Linked DNA regions of Mus musculus: region 2 is linked to region 1. The links are chromatin contacts, called in public promoter capture Hi-C maps. All regions are on one chromosome and are shown on one strand. The core of a region is the stretch at or near the end of the contact, and the rest is flanking DNA. Distances in the headings are between cores, read along the strand shown. Region 1 overlaps Tspan12 (tetraspanin 12). Region 2 overlaps Cped1 (cadherin-like and PC-esterase domain containing 1).

The links. Capture Hi-C pulls out chosen DNA fragments and counts their contacts.
Region 2: a promoter capture Hi-C map of adipose tissue shows a contact between it and region 1, with 2.6 times the contacts expected there. The contact joins two enhancer-like sites. A contact is called at or near these places in 4 of 9 other capture datasets (adipose tissue, embryonic stem cells, liver and 1 more).

Annotation. Positions count from the first base shown.
Region 1 is chr6:21,795,503-21,802,080 of GRCm38.p6, forward strand. It overlaps Tspan12 (tetraspanin 12), which reads right to left. Exons shown (of 9, transcript NM_173007.4): 7 at 4,377-4,484; 8 at 76-219. Among named protein-coding and RNA genes, the nearest start is that of Gm30270, 54 kb to the right of the region's middle. Within about 2 kb of position 3,304, at least 8 of the 459 cell types and tissues checked have an H3K27ac peak or open chromatin away from gene starts, as enhancers often do. A contact at or near this core is called in adipose tissue and liver, where this site is marked.
Region 2 is chr6:22,022,646-22,029,223 of GRCm38.p6, forward strand. The region is part of intron 2 of Cped1 (cadherin-like and PC-esterase domain containing 1); the gene reads left to right. Among named protein-coding and RNA genes, the nearest start is that of Cped1, 40 kb to the left of the region's middle. Within about 2 kb of position 3,391, at least 66 of the 459 cell types and tissues checked have an H3K27ac peak or open chromatin away from gene starts, as enhancers often do. A contact at or near this core is called in adipose tissue and liver, where this site is marked.

The sequences.
Region 1 (6,578 bases), core at 2,054-4,553:
GAAATTTAATCAGCATAGTGTTGAAGAGTGTTTTGGGACGTTTGTCCGGGATATGATGCCCACGCATGGTCTTACCTCTTGGTAAAGGTCACTGAGATCTTCCTGGTGAGCCTGCTTGGAGCACCCTGGGAACTCCCTGACACAGCAGGAGTCGGGAGGCCAGTCCATTTCTGTCATTTCCAACCAGTCAGTGAAGTACACCACTCCACAGCACTTAAACTAGAACAGAATCACCAGTCACACTTAGAAACGACACAGAACAGCTTCTGTTTAACCTAATAGAATTGAGAGAGCTGATGTCTTAAATGTTTGGACTGAGTTAAACGTCCCTCATCAGCCGGAGATGTCTGTGCATTCTATCTTGGGGATGAAAACATCATACAGGAACAGCAAACTCACCATTCCATAATGGAACAGTTCTGACCTGTGACACCCACCCCTCCTAAAAGCAAGTCGGTGTCACAGTCTCCAACTTCAAGATGTTTTGCAGATGATCACAGCGATGAAAGAATTGTCAACCACACTTACAAATTCAATAGCTAGTCTTTCATTATCATTAACTTCTAGTCAGCAGAGAGTAGCTAACCATTTTGCTTATTATCTATTCACTAGTATAACTAAAAATTCAACTATTGTGATGAAAGTTTCCACAAATTCCATGGAAATAAAAAAACCAAAAACTTGTTGACTGAAACTCACATCTCAAAGGTAGCCAGCCATCTTGGTTTCCTTAATCAAGGCAAAAATTCTGTAAATAGATATTTGTTTGACTTATTATTACCCAGGAGAGTGAGGTTCCTGATAAGCTAGCATATTATATCATTATAATCTCAGAAAAATAATGGCATGCCTAGCTTGAATGTAGCTGAACTTAAGAATGCGAGCTTGTCTGGCGCTAAGCCTTGTTAAGAACACTTTCAGTTGTGCTTCACCAAAGATTGTCAGAAACGCTGATGAAGGCTTACAAACAGGGCTTGAAGGCATGTGCAGCCTGGATTTAGAAAAAGCAACTGTGATCAGGACAGCTTTGCCCTTGGATAACAGAGAAATCCTCTTCTAGACAGTCGGAAGGAAGGAATATGGGCAGTCACGGAGAAGAACCCTGCCAAGAGGGATGGTTATGCAAATTACTTCGCCCAGGAGACCAATCCGTGCTCAAGATTAACACGGAATCATAAAATATCACAATCCAGCGCCATTTCAAAGCTTAACCAAAACCAACTTGGAAGGATTCCGAATTCCTCATGCAACAGCAAGCGAGGAAAATGCTCAGTGTACTTGGGACATTTCCACTCACTTGCCTGAAACGCTTATGATTTAAAGAGCTTATGATTTAAATATAAAGCGGCATCACAAAAGCACCTTGAGTGATAAGCTCTTAATACTAAGAGTTTTGAGAAACTTATAAGACATTTTCCGTAGTGTTTAGAAAGCGTGGGTGTATCACAAACGTCACAACTACGCAACATCGTAGCACCACAAGGTTAGCATAAACGTCAGAGATTCTGACACAAAGTATTGGGAGTCCTGAAAATAAAGCGCATCTTTAAAGACTCCACTTCCTAAATATTTTAAATGATCGCATTTTGAGGTCACTATTTTAAAAGTCTTTTACCCAGAGAAAACTGTCTTTCCCCATTTCTTAGAGGGGCAAGCCTTTCTAAGCGGCAAGCCAGGGCCATTCTCAGAGCACCCTACTTCCAGTCACAATGGAGCAGCCCATTTATCTGGCTCTGTCAGGAAATGAAGACTTCCATAGCAGTGGCTTTTCCAAATAACTTGAACATGCTGTGTTCAGTGCCAACATTGTTAAAGAGCTGCTGACATCCGTTCTTTCCTACGGAGTTGTTTCAGAGCCTATCCACAGAGGGCTGTGGATCTGTACGAAGGCTTTCTGAACCTCCTGAAGGTGAGTGAACTCAGTATTACACCAGCTCAAGTCTGTGCTCTGTCACTACCTGCCAAGAAGACAACAGGTTCATTTCAAGGTAGCTCTGCTCCAAGCTGATGCTATGTTAAGCTCTAGAAAACACAATAGAATCATTATTTTTATTTATTTATTTATTTATTTTTTGGTCTTCGTTCTTCTTGAGTTTCATGCGTTTAGCAAATTGTATCTTATATCTTGGGTATCCTAAGTTTCTGGGCTAATATCCACTTATCAGTGAGTACATATTGTGTGAGTTCCTTTGTGATTGGGTTACCTCACTCAGGATGATGCCCTCCAGGTCCATCCATTTGCCTAGGAATTTCATAAATTCATAGAATCATTATTTTTACATATAAATAAACTGAGCCCCTCAATAGGTGAAGGGACTTTCTGATCAGTCAGAAAATGGCAGCAACTATGATTCCAAAGCTTACACAAGCGCTACCATTAGATATATATGTTTTTATTGAAAAATTATGTTTAAAATAAGGTATTAGGGAGCGTCACTAAGAATTATGCAAGATCCATTCAGTTACAGCCCACGTGCAGGACCACAACAAATGAGTTCCAAAGGTGTGTTTATTGTAGAGGAGAAAAATTGTCCTAGGCTGAGTTGTCTCTCCCATTCTAAATTTTTATGTTAAAATTCTAACCCCTGTACTTATGAGATTGTTCATGTCAAGAGAGCCACTGGAAAGGTAAGTAATCTAAAATAAGGTCAACAGCATGGGCTTAATCAGGTATGAATGATATCCTTATAGGAAGAGGAAATTAAACATGGACACATATAAAGACAAGACAATGGGAGGACATGGGACGAAGGCTTTTACATGCCAAAGGAAGAGGCTTCAAAGAGCATCAATACTGACACTCTTGAACATTCGGCCTCCAGAAGAGTGAACAGACACTTGTCCTGAGTGACCGCACGTGTGATACTTCAGTGTGGCAGTCCTGCCAGACTAATAAAGGGCTTTGAATGCCTTCTGGATATTTGGACGGATTCGCCACTCTTTTTATGCAAACTAGAATTGTGAGGTAAGAGAGAATATTTCAAGTGAAGCCAGGATATAGCATTTGTAGCACTTGTTTATGGTCCATGGAGGTGGAGCCCTGAAAGAAGGAAAAAGGGTTCGCTATTTCTCAACCTGGGTTACCACAGTTTGCATTCTAAGTTCCAGAAAAATAAAGATTCTGGGAGCTCTAGCAGGGGCAGTTCCTGAACACAGCCTTCTATAAATGCCCTGGTGCTTTACACGTCTTTTCACGGGGTTGTTTTCAGTCTAATTGTGCAACAAACAAACAAAGTCAGGAAGCAACGGAATATCAGGAAATCTGTGTGACACTGATAATTTCGCCATCTCAGCAAGAGTGGCACAAAGCCAGGTTTGGAGACTGCCCTAGACTTGAACCTCTGCCGTGGGCATAGGCACAGCAGAATGAGTAGCTAGCTGGCTATCTAGTGAGATACTCCTTCCCAAACACGTCCTGGTCCAGAGCTTGAGAACGGAAGGCAAGCTAAGATGCTTAACTTAGTCTCCGAGGGACGCCATTCCATTCACAAGGAAAAAAACTTAGGAGAACTGGTCTGAGGCAAAATCGATGATTAATCTCAAGTCACTAGATTTCCACTTGAGATTCTTGGATGAAATGTAAAACAGTTTGGAACAAAAGAATGTCATGCAATGTCACTATTAATAAGCATATGATAAATGAGACCAAGTTGATGATTCCATTCACTCTTCTCGACACTCCATGAAGTGAGCATCTGTATTGGTCCTATTTCGTAGGCATGGAAACTGAGGCTTACGAGATAAGGGAACTGATACTAGGTAGCAGAGCTAGCATTTGAATCAAGGACATCCTGACTTTTAAAAAAAATGTTTATACTAGCTAAATTCCCAATGGGGGGAAAAAACTTTTAAAATGTTAAAGTGATGTTTAAAACATAGGACATGGGTATCTCTAAAAATAGAAAATTATCATAAAAGAGAAAGATCTAAGTAAAACTTTAGATATTTATTAAATAAGTCATTAAATAGAAACTTGAGAGTAGCTCACCCGCACTTCTAAACAAGCTCATGTAGGCCAGAAGAAATGAGGAGGAGAGATGTATGTGAGACGAAAAGACACACATGGAGTGACTCAAGGCATGCTGGGAAAAACCTGCACCAATGGTCTACATAGACTTGAGTGACTCAAGGCATGCTGGAGAAAAAAAAACTGTCCCAGTGATGTCTACACAGGCTTGAGTGACTCAAGGCATGCTGGAGAAAAAACAAAACAAAACGAAACAAAACAAAACAAAACAAAACAACTGCACCAGTGACGACTATGCAGGCTTCAGGTTTCCGTTCAGATAAATGATCAAAACCAAAGCTTTGAATGCCTGTTTTGACAACCTGCCACTTATTCTATACTTTCTACCTCCAGGAACAGCAGCACTTACCTCTCTCTGAAAATAATTCCAAGCGTGTGTAAGCCATCTATACCTCGGTAAGCCGTAATTTGTCATTCTGGCTTTCAAAGTAACCATATCTGACCACTGTACTGGCACCTGGAGATGAAACACAAATGATCAACTCACAAGCACAAACCAGCCAGGCCAAAGCTCACTCACTCACATACGAAAATCTTCAGCACGCCGACAACGCTCACACCACACAAAATACAGACTGGATTAAAGTTGGCAAATACTATTTCAGTTTATACTTGCCTATGAATTCAGCTCAGGTGAATAAACCTGACACTGAAGAAACTGATGTGGGAATCAAGAGCTAGGGTACAGAAAGGGGGTATTGCATGTATAAGCCTCAAAAACCGAAGATAAGGGTAATTTTGAAATCTAATTGAAAATAGTAATTATCAGGCTGGGCAGATGGCTCAGTGTCTACGAATATCTGCTGCACAGTGTAAGGACCTGGGCTCAGATTCCCATCAAAAGGAAAAGGCTCGATATGGCCTATAACCCTAGCACTGCAGGAGGTAGGAAAAAGGGCAGAGACTCTTGCGCGTGCCCTGACTCGCCAGCAAGAAAGACGTTGCAACAGGATCCTTCTGCACACTTTATTGGGAGAGCTTGATTGCAGAGGTGAAGAGAGACCCCAGCCCAGAACTGGTGCTGCTTTTATAGGCCTAGGAGAGGCGTGTCTCACACCCGGATTGGTTATGCACTATACCTCATTTGCATGTTCCTCATCTGATTGGTTATTCTCTCTCACTACCTCACAAAACCTCATTATCATACCTCATTTGCATGTCTCACATTTGATTGGTTATTCTCTCAGTACCTCACAGAACCTCATTATCATGCCCAGGCCAGGCAGTATCTTGGCAAAAAACTTTACTGCATATGTACACACTGGTTGTTTGCCTAAACTTATGCATTGTGGCCAGCAGTAGCCAGTGCCACTCTGCAACGGCACATGTGGCTTCCCACAAGAGACCAGAGGGTCACTGGTGCTTAAGGGTACCAACCTAGCAGAAAATGCCAATCTCCAGCTTCAATGAGAGATGCTGTCTCAGAGGAATAAGGCAGGGATCAGGATACCAGTTCTGCTCAGATCTCCACATCTGAGCATGTGTATATATATCTGTAGATGCTGTGAACACATATGCACACAGCATACATAGACAAGGAAGTTTTGATTAAAAATTAAATTTAAAAATAGTAATAGCAGCTGAGAGTAAAATACAGGTGGATCTGTGTAAATTCAAGGTCAGCCTGGTCTACAAAGCAAGGTCCAGGACAGTCAGAGCTGTCTCAGGGAAAAAAAAATTAAGGTCAGAAGAAGTAAGTTAAAAAAATTTCTTGGAAAATGGCTATCTTGCCAAAAGCAATCTACAGATTCAATGCAATCCCTATCAAAATTCCAACTCAATTCTTCAACGAATTAGAAGGAGCAATTTGCAAATTCATCTGGAATAACAAAAAACCGAGGATAGCAAAAACTCTTCTCAAGGATAAAAGAACCTCTGGTGGAATCACCATGCCTGACCTAAAGCTTTACTACAGAGCAATTGTGATAAAAACTGCATGGTACTGGTATAGAGACAGAGAAGTAGACCAATGGAATAGAATTGAAGACCCAGAAATGAACCCACACACCTATGGTCACTTGATCTTCTACAAGGGAGCTAAAACCATCCAGTGGAAGAAAGACAGCATTTTCAACAATTGGTGCTGGCACAACTGGTTGTTATCATGTAGAAGAATGTGAATCGATCCATACTTATCTCCTTGTACTAAGGTCAAATCTAACTGGATCAAGGAACTTCACATAAAACCAGAGACACTGAAACTTATAGAGGAGAAAGTGGGGAAAAGCCTTGAAGATATGGGCACAGGGGAAAAATTCCTGAACAGAACAGCAATGGCTTGTGCTGTAAGATCGAGAATTGACAAATGGGACCTAATGAAACTCCAAAGTTTCTGCAAGGCAAAAGACACCATCAATAAGACAAAAAGACCACCAACAGATTGGGAAAGGATCTTTACCTATCCTAAATCAGATAGGGGACTAATATCCAACATATATAAAGAACTCAAGAAGGTGGACTTCAGAAAATCAAATAACCCCATTAAAAAATGGGGCTCAGAACTGAACAAAGAATTCTCACCTGAGGAATACCGAATGGCAGAGAAGCACTT
Region 2 (6,578 bases), core at 2,141-4,640, 230 kb after region 1:
TCCTTCCTTCCTTCCTTCCTTCCTTCCTTCCCATTTCAATCTTGCAACAATTCTCTTGCTTAAGCCCCCTGAGTACCAGGGTTATAGGCGTGAGCCACCATATCTGCTTTGTTTAATATATTTTGGTCCTCCTATATTTTAAATTACATTCACTTGTTCTTTCAAAATAGTCATATATACATAGGTTTGACCCAATTACGTGAGTGTGTACATGCATGTGTGTGCTCACTTTTTATCTAAGTTTGAAAGGTTTGTTCAGTGACTACTTCTCAAAAGCTGTTTTTTAAGGTTATATAGACAGAAGTTCCCTTGCAGATGTTTCTTTAGCATCTTACTCTTCTGTTCTTCATCTAAAACTCTCACGGTGAAAGGCTATTCAAAGTTTTCTTTACTGTTTGTACTGAAAATGACTCTATAAGGCAGTAGAGATTTAAATTGTCTGCAAGTGTTATCTTAGTTCCTCCTGCTATTCCTGCTATCCATTCCTCAACTGGAGCGGTCTGTGGGAGGTAGACTTTGTCTTCACCCACTGCTCAATGTATAGTCATTATTGCTGGGAAGTCTGGAGGAAGGAGCTTGAAGTAGCTGCTCACACGGCAGCCACCATCAGCAGCAGAGATTGCTGAATGTAGCAACTGTCCAGCATCGTTTCTCTACTTACAGAGTCTAGGATCCCAGCCAGGGAATGGCACCACCCACAGTGGGCCAATCTTCCCATGTCAAGTCCTTAATACAGTAAGGGTGCTCCCTGGCAGGCATGCTCACAGTCTCGTCCTCTAGATTCTAGACCCTGTCTAGTTGATAGTTAATATTAGCCATGCCTAGTACTAAGGACTTAGCCACCAAAACGTCTTCTGCGGTGGACTATGGACTCTGGTGATCACAAACCTAAGCTATAGGACAGGACAGAAGCAGAGGTGTGCTCCCCAGGCTCGGCTCGGCTTAACATTCTTAATGAATATATACATTCATATTGACGCGAGAATAGTCTATAGTAAGACTCTAGGGATGGAAGATAATATAGGTATTGTGGGATCTAGTGACAGAGAGGAGAATATGATCTTCCTCTGTGGGAAAGTAGATGTAAAATGTGACCTGCCATACGGATGCGCTGCTGGGGTTAACTAAACAGTCTAGATGTTTTGCCAATGGGAAGATCTCAGTCTACATGTTCTCCTGAGGAAGTCTGGATTGGAAACATGACGTTTAGACACGTTACCTTAGCATAGCCTAAACTTATGCATAGTCTGAAAATTTCCCAAATACAGAAACATATATTTCTGCTGATCACTTAAAATCATTCCTGCTATATACAGATAAGTATTTATTGACTATAGAAAGAAGTAAAGATTAAAAAGCACATCGCTTTTTAGGCCTCAAGACTGACTATCTTAAAATTTATCTTACAATTTAGTTTGTAAAATATTTGCTACTTATTTTCGTTTTTTTTAAATAGGATTTCTGTAGATAGCTCAGGCTGGCCTGGAACTCAGTATATAACCCAGGCTAATCTCGAACCCACACTCCTATTTCAGTTTCCTTGTATTGCAGGCATGTGCCTCCACACTTGGCTTCTTATATAACCTTAGAAGAACAGTGATGTTCCACTCATGGGCTAATCTGGTGCCATGGCAAAAATAGTATAAATGTAACAGGGGTGATTCACGCATGTGGCCTGGGCATGTATGTCATCTAAGTGCAGACTGGAGACTTTTCTTACAAGCACTGTGCTCTTTGGGCAGGGAGATGAAGGAGCATTCAAGAGTCTCTTCTCTTTGCCTGTTGCTTTGAGGAGAGGCCAGATGAGTTCAAACACACTTAGATGCAGGCACTCTAGGCTTTGCACAGGTAAATGAACACTCGAAACCCAGGCAGAAAAGTCAGAGCAGGACTTGCAGACTTGAAGAGGCTACATCCTTAGACGTGACGGTTCATTCTCCAGATGCTACAATTCTGTAAAGAAAGTTAGCAAGGTAGCAAGCAGTATCTCCTAAAGGCGTTTTCTAGTGAAGAGAATGTGAGAGTGAGAAGACAGCTTTTGATTTTGTGAACCTAGAAAGCAACAAGAATGATTCCATATTGTCCCCGGGGCAATGTCCTCTGTATGATTCTTGGCAGTTGTAATGTTAAAGGCAAAATGCAAAAGATCCATTTTGCACTATTCCAATATTTTCCTTTCACAAAATATATGTTATCTGTTGATCTGTTTTACATATTTTTATCTATTTAAATACCTCCCCCCCCCACCCCAGAGCTGAGGACGGAACTCAGGGCCTTGTGCTTGCTAAGCAAATACTTCACCACTGAGCTAAATTCCCAACCCTGTCATTTTCTCTGCTTATTTTTTTTTAAGATATATATTTTACGAGCTAGGATTTTCAAAATGTATTCTTCACTCAAGCAAAAGACAAAAAAAAAAAAATTGGAAAAGCACCATAAAATCCCTCATTTTCATACATCCAGGTACTGTTTAGAAGATCAAAGTCTTAATTCACAGAATGGTGCAGTGCCTAAAGGAGAATACATATTTTCTCGGAGTTGTTGACCTGCTTTCAGGGTAGACTCCAAATAATATGTTCAGAAAATTCTGACAGAATATATTTTTTTTTGTCAAGTCAGAATTATTTACAGATCTCTGAAGAAGATATATTTCTCCGGCTGTAGCAGAAATCAGACTGTGGCAAGAATCAGAAAATAAAAACTAGTGTATTCCTATTGCAAAAACTCTTTCTGGGAAACCCTCATGTAGCCGAGCCAATATTTTGCATTCTCATTTTAAGAAGATGATTTCAAGCAAGGCTTGTCTGCAGTAAGACTAGACTAAGGGTGAGCATGCATAACCCAGTCAGAATTGTTCTAATGGAAAAGTCCTTCTCTCAAGGTCAGAGAGTTTGGGTGGAACAGAAGCAAGTCTCTGATACAGTTGAGAGTTGAGTTACCGCCTTGTATAGGAAGACTGGTAAATACCACCTTCCAGCTTATGATGCAATGAGAGAGAGAGAGAGAGAGGAAACACTAGATAAAACGTTAAACCTCTTGTTATTGGGGCTTTTAGTCTTAGCCTCCATCTGGCATTGTATGGTCAGGGGATGCAGAACAGGAAAGGATGGAAAATCACTAGTCTGGCCCACTTTGGGCATGGTCCCCTTAGGCTGTTTGTACATATGCACTGCAGGCGCTTCCACTGATAACTGAAAACCCGAGAGTCTAGTGAACTTCCCATTCCTTCCCTCCCCCCCCCCCCGCCCCCACTATGAGCACCTCGCTGTGCTCCTGGCTTTAATTTGCTATGTAACTATTTAGCAGGAAGACAAAAGAGCAAAGGTCACATTTAAAAGGGCGCAGTGTGTTTTGCCTGGTCGAAGTTTCCCCCTAGAACTCATCTCGCAGGCGCTTTTTATTATGTGAGTAATGGGGCTCAGGGTAGGAGCGGAAGCGCTTCTGAACTTTAACTAATCAAACCAGGGCTTAAAAAAAATGTAAGAAATCGAATCAAAGAAACTTATAAAGCTGTGCCGTTCTATTTTATTGTATTATGACACTCAGTAATTGCGTGCCTAGGTTTATTGCTATTTTCCTCCGTGCTTATGGAAATACTGATGTATTTACAACCAAACAGAATTTGTTCCTTTAATTGGCACAGGGGGGCACAAGGTATTGTTTATGTAGCCTTAACTCCGTTGACTTGTTTACACTTGAGTTCAATTTACTGTAACTTTGCAAAAATCTTTCTTATGTATGAAAGTTGAGCTTGGAGCGACCCCCTGTTTTGATGCTTCCTGTACCCTCCACCGTACAAAGGAAACAGAAAGCCAGTGTCCTTTGTTCTCTTTCTCTCTCTCTTTTAAAAAGCATGGTCAAAACTAAACTGGTTCCTTAAGTGAATTCATTCTTGAAAAGAAAATAGCAACCAGATGCTTACTGAAATCGTAGCGTTTCTCCCTCAAGCCCAGCTTCTTTGTGAATGTTTGATCTTCATAGGAACCACACTGGGTATATGAGTTTTCCAAAGCTGGGAACTATTTAATAATACTTTGAAGATATTTTCTCTCAACTATTTTGTTCAGTGTACTTTTTCTCAACTTACAGCTTTTGGTTAAAAGGTACAACAATGAAGTCTTTATGAATAATTTATTTCAAGGCATTGTGCTTTTCTTACAGTTTCAGAACGGAAGATTTATAAACAATAAATTGGATTTTTTTTCTTTAAATGGCAGTTGTGATTAGCAAGAATAAGTAGTATCTGTACCATATTTAGATTGAGGAAAGACTCCCAGAAAGAAAAACAAACTCTCATCTAGGAACTTTCAAGGCACAGTGTTTGTACACTGTCTGAGGCAGTGTGTGTGTGTGTGTGTGTGTGTGTGTGTGTGTGTGTGTGTGTGTGTGTGCTGGGACTCTAAAGAGTATGTGCCCATTTCACTAATGAGAATTCACTAATCACTTCATTAGCGATTAGATGCCTGAAATATTTGGACTATTTTTATTCCAATTTAGGAGTTTGGCAACCTCACACCATATTCCCAAATCTACTTGTTAATATTGTACAGCTTTTACTTTCTAATCTCGGTATCATAACACTGTTGAAACTGCCTCAAATAATTTATTGAGACTCGAGTTTCCTCAAATAAATTAAGATCATTACCCCTTGATGTCCTTTCAATGGTTTCAGCTTCTCTATCTTGCTGAGGAGTGCTCTCTCTCTCTCTTTCTCTCTCTGTATGTGTGTGCGTGTCTGTCTGTCTCTGCGTGCGCATGCGTGGATTGCCATCCAGCCTACAGTTAAAGAAACAGAGTTGTGGACAGAGGATGCCTTCTCTATGGTGGTCCCACTCAAACTCAACTCCCGTCTTTCACCACACCTGCTTTCTGAATGCACACATTCAAATTCCACCCACCCCCTAAAAAACCAGAAACAAAACAAAACAAACAAAATAAAATCCAGACACTGCCTTTATGGGTGAGTTATTTTTGGTGTAAGGACAGAATTGAGTGTGTGGTATCGGTGTTTGTTAAAAGCTATATAACTATTTTTAATTATAAAATTAAATGTTGATGCAAATTCACTGAGATAATGTCTCAGTTCTCTTAATCTTATCCTAGAATTGTCAAATCTGGTGAACACTGATAAACCGAAAACCATCTGGGCAGGTGCTATGGAGTAGACATGTTATTAATCCTTTTCTCTTTGAATTGTTCACGCTGTCTTAGCTTTTTGTCTTGCAATTTTTTTTCTAGTGTTGATTATACGTATATGTTTTTATGGCTTTTTCCAATACTACCTGATATTGGAAAGGCAAATAGGGTCTAACATCTGGGGACACTAATTCTCCCTTTGTCAGCACTCATGGTTTGCCTATAGCTCTTTATCTAGACTTGACACCCCATGAGAGTTCTCTTATCCATGTTGGCAAGTCAGTTGGTGGTGTTTTTGTTTGGGTCTCATTTAGGCAGCCACATTGCTGAGCTGTTCTGTGTATGGCTTCCCTGTTACATCTTAAAGACACAATCTCATGGTGGACTTCCTGATCCTCCAGGTCTTACACTCTTTCAGCCCACTCTTCCATGATGGTCGCTGAGCCTTCCTTAGATGTAGAGGTACTATTGTAGATGTGCAACAGCACAATATTGGCTCTTCTGTCTTGGCTGTAACCAACATCTGTCTTTTTGGACTAAACCCTTTAAACAGGAAAGAAATTAAACAAGCACTATAAACTTAGCCTATGGCTAGCAGGGTCATGAATCTTAGAGGAGAATCTATACTGTTGTTTTTCCTAAACCAGTATAATTCTGTATTCTAAATGCTTACCCTTATATCCATGAATAACTGTAGCTCTTAGCCCTCATCAAAGGAGCTTGTTTTTGGAGAAAACAGAGACTACAATGGTTTCCTCCATCTTTTTTTTTTCCATTTTTTATTAGGTATTTAGCTCATTTACATTTCCAATGCTATACCAAAAGTCCCCCATACCCACCCACCCCCACTCCCCTACCCACCCACTCCCCCTTTTTAGCCCTGGTGTTCCCCTCCTCCATCTTTTAAACACCCTCTTCTTTGTGTTCTTCCTCCAAATGTAGTCTCTAAAGCATCTATCTAGACCATCCCTTTCGATCTTTGTCTTGACATTCCATCAATATTTTTTTTCTACTTTGGAAGTTCAATAATTTGCTTACTGATTAATGAATTTAATCCTTAAATAATGTTAAGTCATAATCTGTCTTTTATAGGTAGAATTTTGAAAGGTAAACAGTAGGTTAGAAAGGCATTGTTTATTTGGTACCTTGCCTGAACACACGCGACACAGAATAGACACACAGAATGGATATTGCCAGCAAGATCTCTTGTTCTTGCCTGACATATTTGTTCTTGACTGACATATTTCTGTACTTAGTTCTATATTGCATCTCCCTCTTAGGGTCTACAGCTCAATGTAAGACTCTCTCATCCCTCAACCACACATGCGCGTCGCTGATCCCTGTACTTGATGCCTCTGCCAGGGCACCACCATCCTGCAGTTGCCTTGCTGTTCTCTGTGTGCACCTTTTTATTTGCTTCTTAAGTAAAACGAGTATTTCTT